Linked DNA regions of Mus musculus: region 1 is linked to region 2. The links are chromatin contacts, called in public HiChIP or PLAC-seq maps. All regions are on one chromosome and are shown on one strand. The core of a region is the stretch at or near the end of the contact, and the rest is flanking DNA. Distances in the headings are between cores, read along the strand shown. Region 1 overlaps Asap1 (ArfGAP with SH3 domain, ankyrin repeat and PH domain1). Region 2 overlaps Cyrib (CYFIP related Rac1 interactor B).

Region 1 (5,248 bases), core at 1,827-4,326, 360 kb before region 2:
GCTGTCAGCTGTGAGTGCAAGCTGCTTGTTCAACCTCTCAGGCCCTCAGTATCCTTTAGAAAGTGGTTGTAGGGAACTAGAGGTTCCATTCACCAGCAGCAGCAGCAGCATCACCATCACCATCACTACCACCACCACCACCAGCATCATCACCATCAACATCACTACCACCACCACCACCAGCATCATCACCATCAACATCACTACCACCACCACCACCAGCATCATCACCATCAACATCACTACCACCACCACTACCAACAGCAGCACCATCACCACTACTACCACCACCACCACCAGCAGCAGCAGCAGCAGCAGCAGCATCACCAATCACCACCACCACCACAATCATTTTAGTAAGAACAGTAGGAAGAAGCCATTCTGGAGAAACTAGGCTTGAACCTTGTTATTAAATATTCAGAATCCGCAAATCAAAGGTAATGGCTTTTATTCAAATCCAGAACACTTGCCTCCAGCTCTCTCATTCTGTCCCTGGCTCTACGCACCTTTGTGTGACTTGACATCGTGACAGCCAGTTACCATGGCTTCTGAAGAGAGTAGTGTAGGTAGGTCCTCCCTAAGAAGCTGACTCATGGAAGAGAGCTTTGAGGACATAGAGAATGAGGAAGGGAGAGGCTTTAGGGGGAATGACTAAAAAGTTCTAAGTGCTTCGAAAGACTGTGGAGTGAGTCTGAGAGGAGCAGCAGAGAAGCTCAGATCAGGGAGGGGCCAGGAAAACACCCCATGGGAATCACACAGGTCAGAGAGCAACAGCCTGGAAAGGCTGACAAGTGGACGCCTCAGACAGGCCTTCCTTGGAATGGGCAGGCTCAAGCCATTCAGCTTTTCTCTATGACACAGTCAAATGTCCCCAAACTGCCACAGGTGCCTGTTGATGACTCTGCCCCACCATCCTCCTGAAAGTCATTGTCCTCCTCTCCTGCTTTGCCTTTTCCTTTCTCCACCCTGCAGCAGGTGCACCATCCCTTCATGTTCTTGCTCCTCATGCCTCCATCTCTGGTCTCAGATTGATCCTCTCGCTGTGAATGCCTTTTACATTGGTCTACTTGGGATGCAGGGAAGGATGTCCCTTGTCCTGAGCTGGGATACCCACGTTACGGGAGCTGACCAGCCCGCTTTCTGTAGAGTGGACCTCACCCTATCTGCTCCTCGATTTATTTTCCTTGGCCCAGCTTTTCCTTCAGGACGGTTTTATTATCTGCCTCCCTTAGTATTCTGTACCTTGTTAGAACAGAGCCTACTACAGTTGTATTTGCATCTACAGGTTCTGATATAAGTAGGCATCAGATATAGTATTTGGGGGGCTAGTCATGAAACCTTGCATAATTCAGTGCAGTTGACTGCAACAACCAACAGTCCCTACAGTGTTTTTTTTAAATGTGGTTTTTCTCCTTTAAGATGGGTATCTTTGATTCCTTTAGTAGCCATACTCAAACATAGGCCTCTTCTGCTTCTGTAGTCCTACAGCTTCTCACACTGTGTATTCCTTGGCTGAGGAGGAAGTGGAGAAGACACACCCGTTTCTTAAAAGCCTGTTAATGGCTTACCCCATTTCCACCTTCCCTGGCTAGGACCCTGACACATAATCACCCTCAGTTTCAAAGGAGTCTGGGAAATGTAGTCTGGTGGTGTGCCCAGAAAACTTGGTGAGAGTTGGCTGCAGTGTTAGGTGTGAAGAAACAGACAGAGCTCTTTGAAAGTGATGCTTGTGACCATAGATGTTCAACTCCTGGTCTGAGGGGGCTAAAGTCCTACCTGATCCACCTCATTTTGATGCTACTCAGTAATAAGGGTACACTCTGTAAGCAGTTACTGTTGTGGGAGGAAGGAGGGAGGCCATGGACATAGAAAACCAGACTCTGCTATGCAAATGACTAGGGTCTGTTCTTTGACAATGACAATGGCAGCTTACATGTTCCAGATACTGATACGTTCCATCCTCTTAACTATTCCTGTGTCACAAGTGAGTGAACCAAATCTCAGAGCAGCAATTTTCCCAAGGTCACAGTTGAGTGACAGAAGCCAAGTTTGGGTTTCAGCAAGCTGGTGACACAGCTGCCATTCCCGATGTGAGCCCACCCAGTTCTACCAGATGGATCATACTGCCACTGAGATTGTCATAATTTGTGTTACAAGCAGTGAATGAAGTCAGCCTCGGGTCTCCACCTAACAATCTCATAGGAGCCATCATAATAAGTCTGAACCTTACCTAGTAACACTGGTATTATGATTCAGCCCTGTTTTATGGAGTGATGAAGTGAAGACTCAGAGAAGTGAGATATTTCTCTGAGGTCACACAGCAGGGAAGTGATTCTAAGCTTTTGGCTGCAAGGAACACAACTGGCTTAAAGGAGACATGAGGGAACTGGACTGGACCATAGGCTAGGCAATAGGCTGTTTCATTACAGTAGGGGACACACAGCTCCCTTGAATTATGATAATTTCATAAAGGGTCGGCTCACATGCATACACACACACACACTGGATGTAGAATTAACGTGAAACTAACCATAAATCTTACCCATTCATAATGTGTGACTATCATTTCTATGTAGTTTCAAGATGTTTTCTTCACCCACAAAGGAAGCCACAATGCCTCCTGGTTCCCCTCTCCCCCTCCCAGCCCTTGGCAACCACCAGTCATTTCTTCTCTATGTATGCACCTCTGCTGGATGCTTCGCGTGTATGGAATTGTCCGTGTAAGATTTCATGTCTGGCTTTCATTCAGCATGTTTTAGAATTAACGTTGTAAAGATCTACTCAGGCTGTGGTATAGTGCCAGGATTCCTTTTGTCTGGCTGTTTGCTTGTTTGGGGTTTGTTTCTTTGAGACACGTTCCTGCTAGGTAACCTTGGCTGCCTTGAACCATCCTGTCCCTTCATTCCTTTTTATAGCTCAGTAATTCCATTGTGTGGGTAGGCTGCAATGTTTATTCATTTACTAGCTGATGGACATCTAAGCTGTTGCTACTTTTTGGCTGTCATGGCAAGTGCTGCTATGAACATTCATTTACAAGTGTTTATATGAGTTCATGTCTTCAATTCCTTGGGGCATATGCCTGGGGTGGAATCGCTCAGTCATCAGGTAACTATTTTTAACTTTTTTGAGGAGCTGTCAGACCTTTGCAAAGTGGTTGAGTGATTTATTATTATTATTTTTTTTAACATTTCCACCAGCCAGCAGACCTTTGCCAAGACTTGATGTTGGACCATTTTCTTGTCTGTGGCCGAACTAATGAATGTGAAGTGGTGTGTCATGGTGGTTTTACTTGCGGGTTCATAATGACTCATGCCTTTAGCTGCTTCTTCCGTGCTTGCTGGCCAGGTCAAGGAGCTTTAGGAAGGTGTGGCCAGGTATGGGGTAGCGCAAGCTCTAGAACAGCAGCCTGGGGGTTCCTGTGGATATGTGGTTTTGAGGGGCAAAGAGCGAATGGCTGGCAGAGTCTCAGCAAAGGTGTGGGCTTCCTGGAGAGAGCTGAGACTTGGGCTGAGCTTGGAAGATGATCTTCAGCCTCCCCTCTTCCTCCCATCTACTAGGGGGACTCCTTGTTGACTGTGACCAGAGAGTAAAGAGCTGCTCTATAAGTTATGAGGTTGGCTAATGGCTGGTCCTTGAGTGTTGAGTGCTGGCCTCTTGCTGAAGTTGCTTGTGAGATTGTCTATAGTCCTGTGGGATAATCCCCCCTTTATCATTACTACCAGAGACACACAGAGAGCATCTTTTCTACAACAAATACTACTGAGAAAGGATTCTCTTTCTCATCCTCTCTCCTCCCTCCTCTCCCCTCCTTTCTTTTGGGTAAGTTTTCATTCCCTCTCTAAGCCTGTACCAAACGGTGTCTGGGCACACATGGAATAGATAACTCATTACTACAGCCAGGTTGCAGAGAAGGTTTCAGACTGGATGTATAGTCAGATACCAGCCTTTACTAGATCTGCCTGATGAGAGGCCTATTCTCCTTGAAGCTATCATGCTTTATTTGGATATCACCCACAGGCCAGTAACTCACTTGAAGCAAGCTTTCCAGAAAACCCCTGTCTCCCCTAAACGAGAGAGAGAGAGAGAGAGAGAGAGAGACAGAGAGAGACAGAGAGAGACAGAGAGACAGAGACAGAGAGAGACAGAGAGACAGAGCGAGCAGGGTAGGGTAGTGGATTCTCCCTGACCATATCCCATGAGCTCTGAAATGATGGAGCCATGGCTGAAGTTCATTCTCTCCTACTCTCTATGGGTCAGTTGTCAGTCTGTAAGTTCCACTTCTGTTTCCAGTAAGGCAGTGCTTGTCCATTCCCTCTTCAGAGATGTCTAGGTATGCCTTCTGCAAAGCTGGACTTCCCAGTTTGCTCCTTGCCAGGCCACCGCTTTCCACATCAGTCACAGCATGGAGGTGGGTGGTGTGAGGAAGGGCAGTTCTTTCAGCCTGTGTCTGCTGCCAGAACAAGTCAGGAAAATGTCTCTGCAGAGGAAGCAGGCTGACGCTGGAATGTCCTGATCCAGCACATGAAGTCCGTCGTCGTCGTTGTCGTCGTCGGTCGGGGCCCCTGAGGGAATCTGGAAAGTGCCCAGCTGTTTTTCTGCAGTTGGCCATGGGGAAAGGCCCTGACACAGCTGTGTGCCTTCCTCTGCACTTCATGTCGGGGTGCAGATGCATCTTTGTACATGCCTGTCCTGGGAATGGTGGCCTTTGGTTTTAGCATTGGGTCTCTCGCTCCACTCTTCTTTCAGAGAGGGTTCCACACAGCCTAGGTTGGCTTCAGGCTTGCTCTATAGCTCAGCGTGTTTGTAAACTCTGGATCCTTCCGCCTCTCCTCTCTCTCTGAAGTGCTTGGATTTCAGACGTGTGACGTCACACCCAGAACTTCACGCACGCGCAGCTAAGTTCCTTACTACCTGAGCTACATTGCCAGCCCAGCGTCTCCCCTTTTGGTCATGTAGTGGCTCATCTGAGTCCTAGTCATTCAAGATTTCGAGGGAGCAGGGTACCCATCAGGTCAGGCTATTGAGATGCTGGGAGAGGATATCTCTGCTGCGCTTTCTCTTCTCAGGAACCCTCACTGTGCTTGTGAGATAGAGACAGTATGACCCTTGCTTCCGCACTAGTTGCTTCCCCACTGGCACGTTGAGATCCCAAGGAGCTAGTAGCCCTCCTTGGCTAGTAGCCTCGGCCATATATGCTGCCCCTTGGGGGATGAAATACATCTGTCTTGATTAACTGCTTTTAATTCTT
Region 2 (5,201 bases), core at 1,210-3,709:
ATGGGCACACACAAAACCTGTTACATGAAAATGTTAAGCCTAGGGCTTAGGTTAAAGGTATTTTCCTCCTCCTTTGGAGCTGAGAAATGGATGCTGAGTCTCTTGGAGTCTGTGCTGTTTACATGAAACCTGTACCAGGGTTTTAGAGAGGTTCCTGGTTAAACCAGTTGAGCTTCTTTGTGACATGGACCATATTGATATCACCCCCCCCCCCCCATGCAGTATCTTTAACTTGAAATAGTAACTGTGAGAAGCTGAGTTCATTCACACTTTTAGCTCATGTATGAGTTATCCTATTATGTTGTTTAAAGTTATGAATTTCACATGTCAGTGTCTATAGCTAATGACTTAATCATTTAGGCTTCTTGTGAGTGCTATTCAATTCATTCCTCCATGGCGCCTCAATGAGCTCTTGGTTGTAGGGCTGGAGTGACATTAGTCCCCAGACTGGGGTAAGTCAGCACTGATGGCCACAGTGCTCCTGACTAGCTGGCTGCAGCTGTGTGCCAGGTACATACTTTGTATCAGGGACTCTACCAGAGTCAGTGCTGACTCGGGAGTACTGGGCTAGCAAGATGGAATGGCTTTTGCCTAGAGGAAGCTCCTAGGGTTGGAGAAACTGTCATACCATCACAGTAGCTGGAGGCTATCAACAAGCACCTAGGCTTTTGAGAACACGCTCAGGAAAGGATCTGACTTGGTTTGCTCAATGTGGTAAATTGCTGGACATGGCAAAGAACCCAGGCAGGCAGCTGGGGGCTGGAGGTGCTAAAGGCAGCATGTGGTCCCAAGTGCCAGGGGCCACCAGAGGGAGCATCAAGATTCAGTTGACAAACAGCATGGCTGTGACTTAAGGACACAGCCTTCTTGGGACATCTCCTTCCTCCCCTGACTTCTTGAAGCTGAGGCAACAATCCCCACTTTTGAAGTTTACAGGGTGTTTTTCATCTTTATCATTTGTCACTTGCAAGGCCCTGTACCGGAGTAAGATAGTGTATCTTTCATCCCTGGAAGGAAAGGGGTCTCCGTGCAGCTCTGGGTGGCCCCCTAGCAGTGTGTGGCACGGGCTGGAATGTGGTGGGTACATGTTTAAAGAAATATCTGCAGCTCATCCGTGAGCTTCTGACTGTGGGACTCTAATCAATCGCAACTGCAGCCATAGGTCACAAAGCACATAGGGACTCGGAATAGTAGCATGTGACAGCCCCAAGTGCATGTTTGTGCATAGAGTCACTGAAGCTTCAATTGACCGAGGCAATTAATGGGGGGAAATGGTGTGCACCTGGGAGTGGTTTAATAGATATTAACTTGTAATTAAAACTTTCAGGTAAATTGGCTTTTCTTCAGTGGTGTCATATTACCTACTTTTCTTTCCTCCCCTGTGGTCCTGTTTCCATTAATAGATTACCAGCCCCGAGTCTTCTCTGTGCTGCTGGCTCTCTTCAATGCTGTGTGCTTCCTTCCAGATCTTTCCGTATCCCTTGGCCCTGTCTGTGTTTGCCTGCCTACAGCCTTCCCATCCCAGTTACCATCCTTTGAACAATGGGCCTTTCAAGACATTAAAGGGTTCATCCCTACTCCCACCCTGTTATCACAGAATTTTAACTTCTCTGGTGGTTCCTACCACAATTTCCCCACAGATCAGGATAGATACTGTATATACAGATTACACCCTATGATATAAGCGATTTTGCACTTTATTCTTTTCACTTACTAGCCATACGTTTTGTTTTTGTTTTGAGTTAAGGTCTCAGAAATTGAGGTTGGCCTTGAACTCAGTTTATAATAGCTGGGATGACCCTGAACTTCGGATACTCCTGTCTCTACCTCCTAACTGCTAGGATTAGACTAGTGTGCATCACCCTGCCCAGTTTATGTGGTATTCAGGATTGAAACCAAGGCTTCCTACCTAAATGCTAGGCAAGCACTTTAGAAAGGAAGCTATTTTCCCACCTTCCAATAACCATAAAGCTTTTTTAAAAGTTGAAAGATTTAAAAAAAAGATATTTTACACATGTGAATGTTTTGCCTGCATATATGTACATGTACTACATATGTGCTGTAGAGGTCAGAAGGAGGCGGCACTGAAGATATGGACAGTTGAAATCTTCTATGTGGGTGAACTTCACCAGGGTCCTCTACAAGAGCAGTGGGTTGCCCTTAACCACTGAGCTGTCTCTTCAGCCCCAATACTCAGACATTTTAAATCAGTAAATGAACTCCTGCTGTGTGTCAGGCATTGTTTTAGGGGACAAACCAGCACAAAGCAGGTGTTATCGATCTAGGTCTAGTTCTTGGAGAGAGACAGAAGACATTCTGTGTGCTTTCTCAGGAGGTATGGACATGGGAAGAAAAGGTATGTCTGGAGACAAGTCATCAAGCATCTTCTGATGTTACAGTGCACTTACTAACCACATCAGATCTTTGCTGTCAGCACCCTGGAGTGTATTTGGAGTGTCCGGACTATGAATATATGTACAGAGAATGCGTGACTCATGGAGGACAAACTCTTTACTCAGAGATGAGCAAGCAGATTCAAGGAAAAGAAATGCCTTTGCTCAAGACCTGGTAGTTAGGATAGTTTCCATTCGTTCTAAAGTTTCTCTTAGAACCCTATTGTGCCACTTCCCTCGGAAGATCATTTTTATTTCTGTAAATAATACTGCAATGAGCACTTTATACCAGCACCACCCGAGTGAAAATAATCCGTTCACAAATACTGAAACCAAAAGGAAAGGCCGTTATTGACTGAGTTCTTCCATTTGCCAGGTACTGTGCTGCGTCTCTGGCAGCAAGTGTCTGCACGTCCCTCTCTTTTCAGGCGAGCAAAACATTCAGGCCTGGCCGAGCCCTGACCGACTCGGAGCCTGTGTCGACAACCTTCCAAGTCTGAACATGAACATAGGAATGTCAGAAACCATCAGTTTCAGTTACTTTTCGCCTTTGACAAAATACCTGGCCGAGAAGGGAGGGTTTGTTCTGGATCACAGGCTGAAGTCACAATCCATTGTGGCGAGGATCTGATGGCAGCTGGAGCCTGAGATAGCTACACATAGTACATCTGCAGTCAGGGAGCAGAGGTGAACGATGCTGTTCAATTTGTAGCGTGTCCTTTTTATTCAATATGAGACCCCAGCCCATGAGCTAGTACCACACACCTGCAGCGTGGATCGTTCCTCTTCTGAGGAAGGAAACACCGTTGCAGACATTCAAGCTCTGTTGGGCTTTAACTGTATGTAACTGCTCTTCTTCTCGCAAAGGCCGAAGACAGTTTGAATATTGATACTCCCATTTGTTCCTGTAATTTTGCCCAATCATCACTAGAGCAATTATTAGGGTGAAGGTTAGGTCAGAAACGGAGCCTGGACAGTGAGGGATTTGGCTAATTCTGGCTGAAAGAACAGGAGAAAGTGCCGGGCGGTGATGGCGCACACCTTTAATCCCAGCGCTTGGGAGGCAGAGGCAGGCAGATCTCTGAGTTCGAGGCCAGCCTGGTCTACAAAGTGAGTTCCAGGACAGCCAGAGATACACAGAGAAACCCTGTCTCAAAAAAAAAAAAAAAAAGAAAAAAAAAAGAAAAGGAGAAAGTGAGGAAGGCGGGCCTTCCTGCAGATAGACAAACTCTTTGTTCTTGACTTTCTTCATCTAAAGTCGAGCAGAAGTAGAAAACTCTCATGATGGTGCTGGAAGGCCGAGTATGAAATGGGCGGCAGTCGTTCTGTGGACAGCAGCAGGATTGGGAGGCAGTGGGCCTGTCACTCTTCTTTTGTGTGTGTGTGTGTGTGTGTGTGTGTGTGTGTGTGTGTAAGCATGAGATTTCTGTAAAATGCATTTTAAAATGTTTTAAAATGTCATTGATAAATAGGTGGCTTTGGCTACAGCAAGGATTTTCTTGTTTTACAGGGAAAGCTGTGTTTTAATTTTTGTTTTTTACATTGTGTGTGCGCGTGTAACGTATGTACAATATAGCATGTGTGGAGGTCAGAAGACAACTTTCGAGAAGTCGGTTCCCTCTCTGCCTTGTGAGTCCCAGGAGTTGAACTCAGGTGGTCAAGCGTGTTATTCTTTCCCTCCAAGTCATCTCACCAGCCCAGACAGAGCTCATGATGCCAAGGGTGTGCTGTGGAGGTGGGTGGAAGGGACAGCAAAGATTAGGGGTGTGGTGACAGTGGAGTGAGGCTCCGAAATGAATGGCCAATCCAGACACCTTCCTTTCCCATTGCTCTGCTGCTGTCCGAGATCTCATGTCATCTTGTCCCTTCCTAAAGGTGACAGAACCCCAACCTGTGTCCTAGCTTAGGGAGGGCATGTGATCATCGGGCCTAAAAGGCCCAGTGAGTGGTTCTTTGCGCAGCGGGATTGCACCCTCGGTTGAAAGATGCGCATCCTGAGGGAGCATGCCTCTTGAATGTTCCGGCAGTCACCAAGTCTGCAGACAGAGCAGTGGGCTTTGAACTTCACACTGTGTGTCGTATCAGCTGCTCTGTGCCAGCCTACCCCTCATGGGAAAAGCTTTGCCTTGGCTTAGAGGGGGGAAAGGACAGTGTGTACAGAAGAGCTTTCCTTCTTTTTCCATTTCAAATCTTGGCACAAAAAACATGCTTGCCGTTCCTCTTGCAAGTCTCAGCCGCAGATCTCTGTGCTGAAGACTGTGCCGTCGTCGTCCCCTCCAATTTCAGCTTTCCCAGTGACACACAGTTTGCTGCTTTGGGTGGTGGGGCTGCTAATAACTCCAGGTGGTGAATGGGTGGTAGGGAGTACAGCTGTGTGGAAATACAGCACGGAAGAGATACAAATACGGGGAGAAAATGGGAGCCCGTCAGGAGGTTGGTGCATTGATAAGGCCTTTTGCTTTCCTTGATGTTGAAGAAAGCCCTCTGTTATCTTACCTCAGACTCAACTGGTTACTTATTTCATGCTGTGTCTATATGGTGAACTATTATTATATAGCCTCTAACAGTGATGTACGTTCATTGAGCAGGGGTAGCTAAGATATGCTGTGCGGTAGAACATAGCAGATTAGTATTCATATATGAGCCATTCTTACAAAAATATTCTATCTTTATATAGATACATAATAACATTTGGAAGGGTATCCATATGATGTGGGTGGTTGGATCATGAGTATTTATATATTTTTCTTTTTGCTCATATGTATTTTCAAATTTTTGCTTCAGTCAACATATTACTCACAAAGTGGA

What was found. HiChIP or PLAC-seq counts read pairs in DNA pulled down with a chosen protein or histone mark.
Region 1: an HNF4G HiChIP or PLAC-seq map of pancreatic cancer cells shows a contact between it and region 2. The contact joins two enhancer-like sites. A contact is called at or near these places in 1 of 115 datasets of contacts at active chromatin or transcription factors (pancreatic cancer cells) and 1 of 9 other capture datasets (liver).

The regions. Positions count from the first base shown.
Region 1 is chr15:64,362,094-64,367,341 of GRCm38.p6, reverse strand. The region is part of intron 1 of Asap1 (ArfGAP with SH3 domain, ankyrin repeat and PH domain1); the gene reads left to right. Among named protein-coding and RNA genes, the nearest start is that of Asap1, 18 kb to the left of the region's middle. Within about 2 kb of position 3,076, at least 86 of the 459 cell types and tissues checked have an H3K27ac peak or open chromatin away from gene starts, as enhancers often do. A contact at or near this core is called in pancreatic cancer cells, where this site is marked.
Region 2 is chr15:64,003,474-64,008,674 of GRCm38.p6, reverse strand. All of the region lies in intron 2 of Cyrib (CYFIP related Rac1 interactor B), which reads left to right. Among named protein-coding and RNA genes, the nearest start is that of Gm25628, 20 kb to the left of the region's middle. Within about 2 kb of position 2,459, at least 45 of the 459 cell types and tissues checked have an H3K27ac peak or open chromatin away from gene starts, as enhancers often do. A contact at or near this core is called in pancreatic cancer cells, where this site is marked.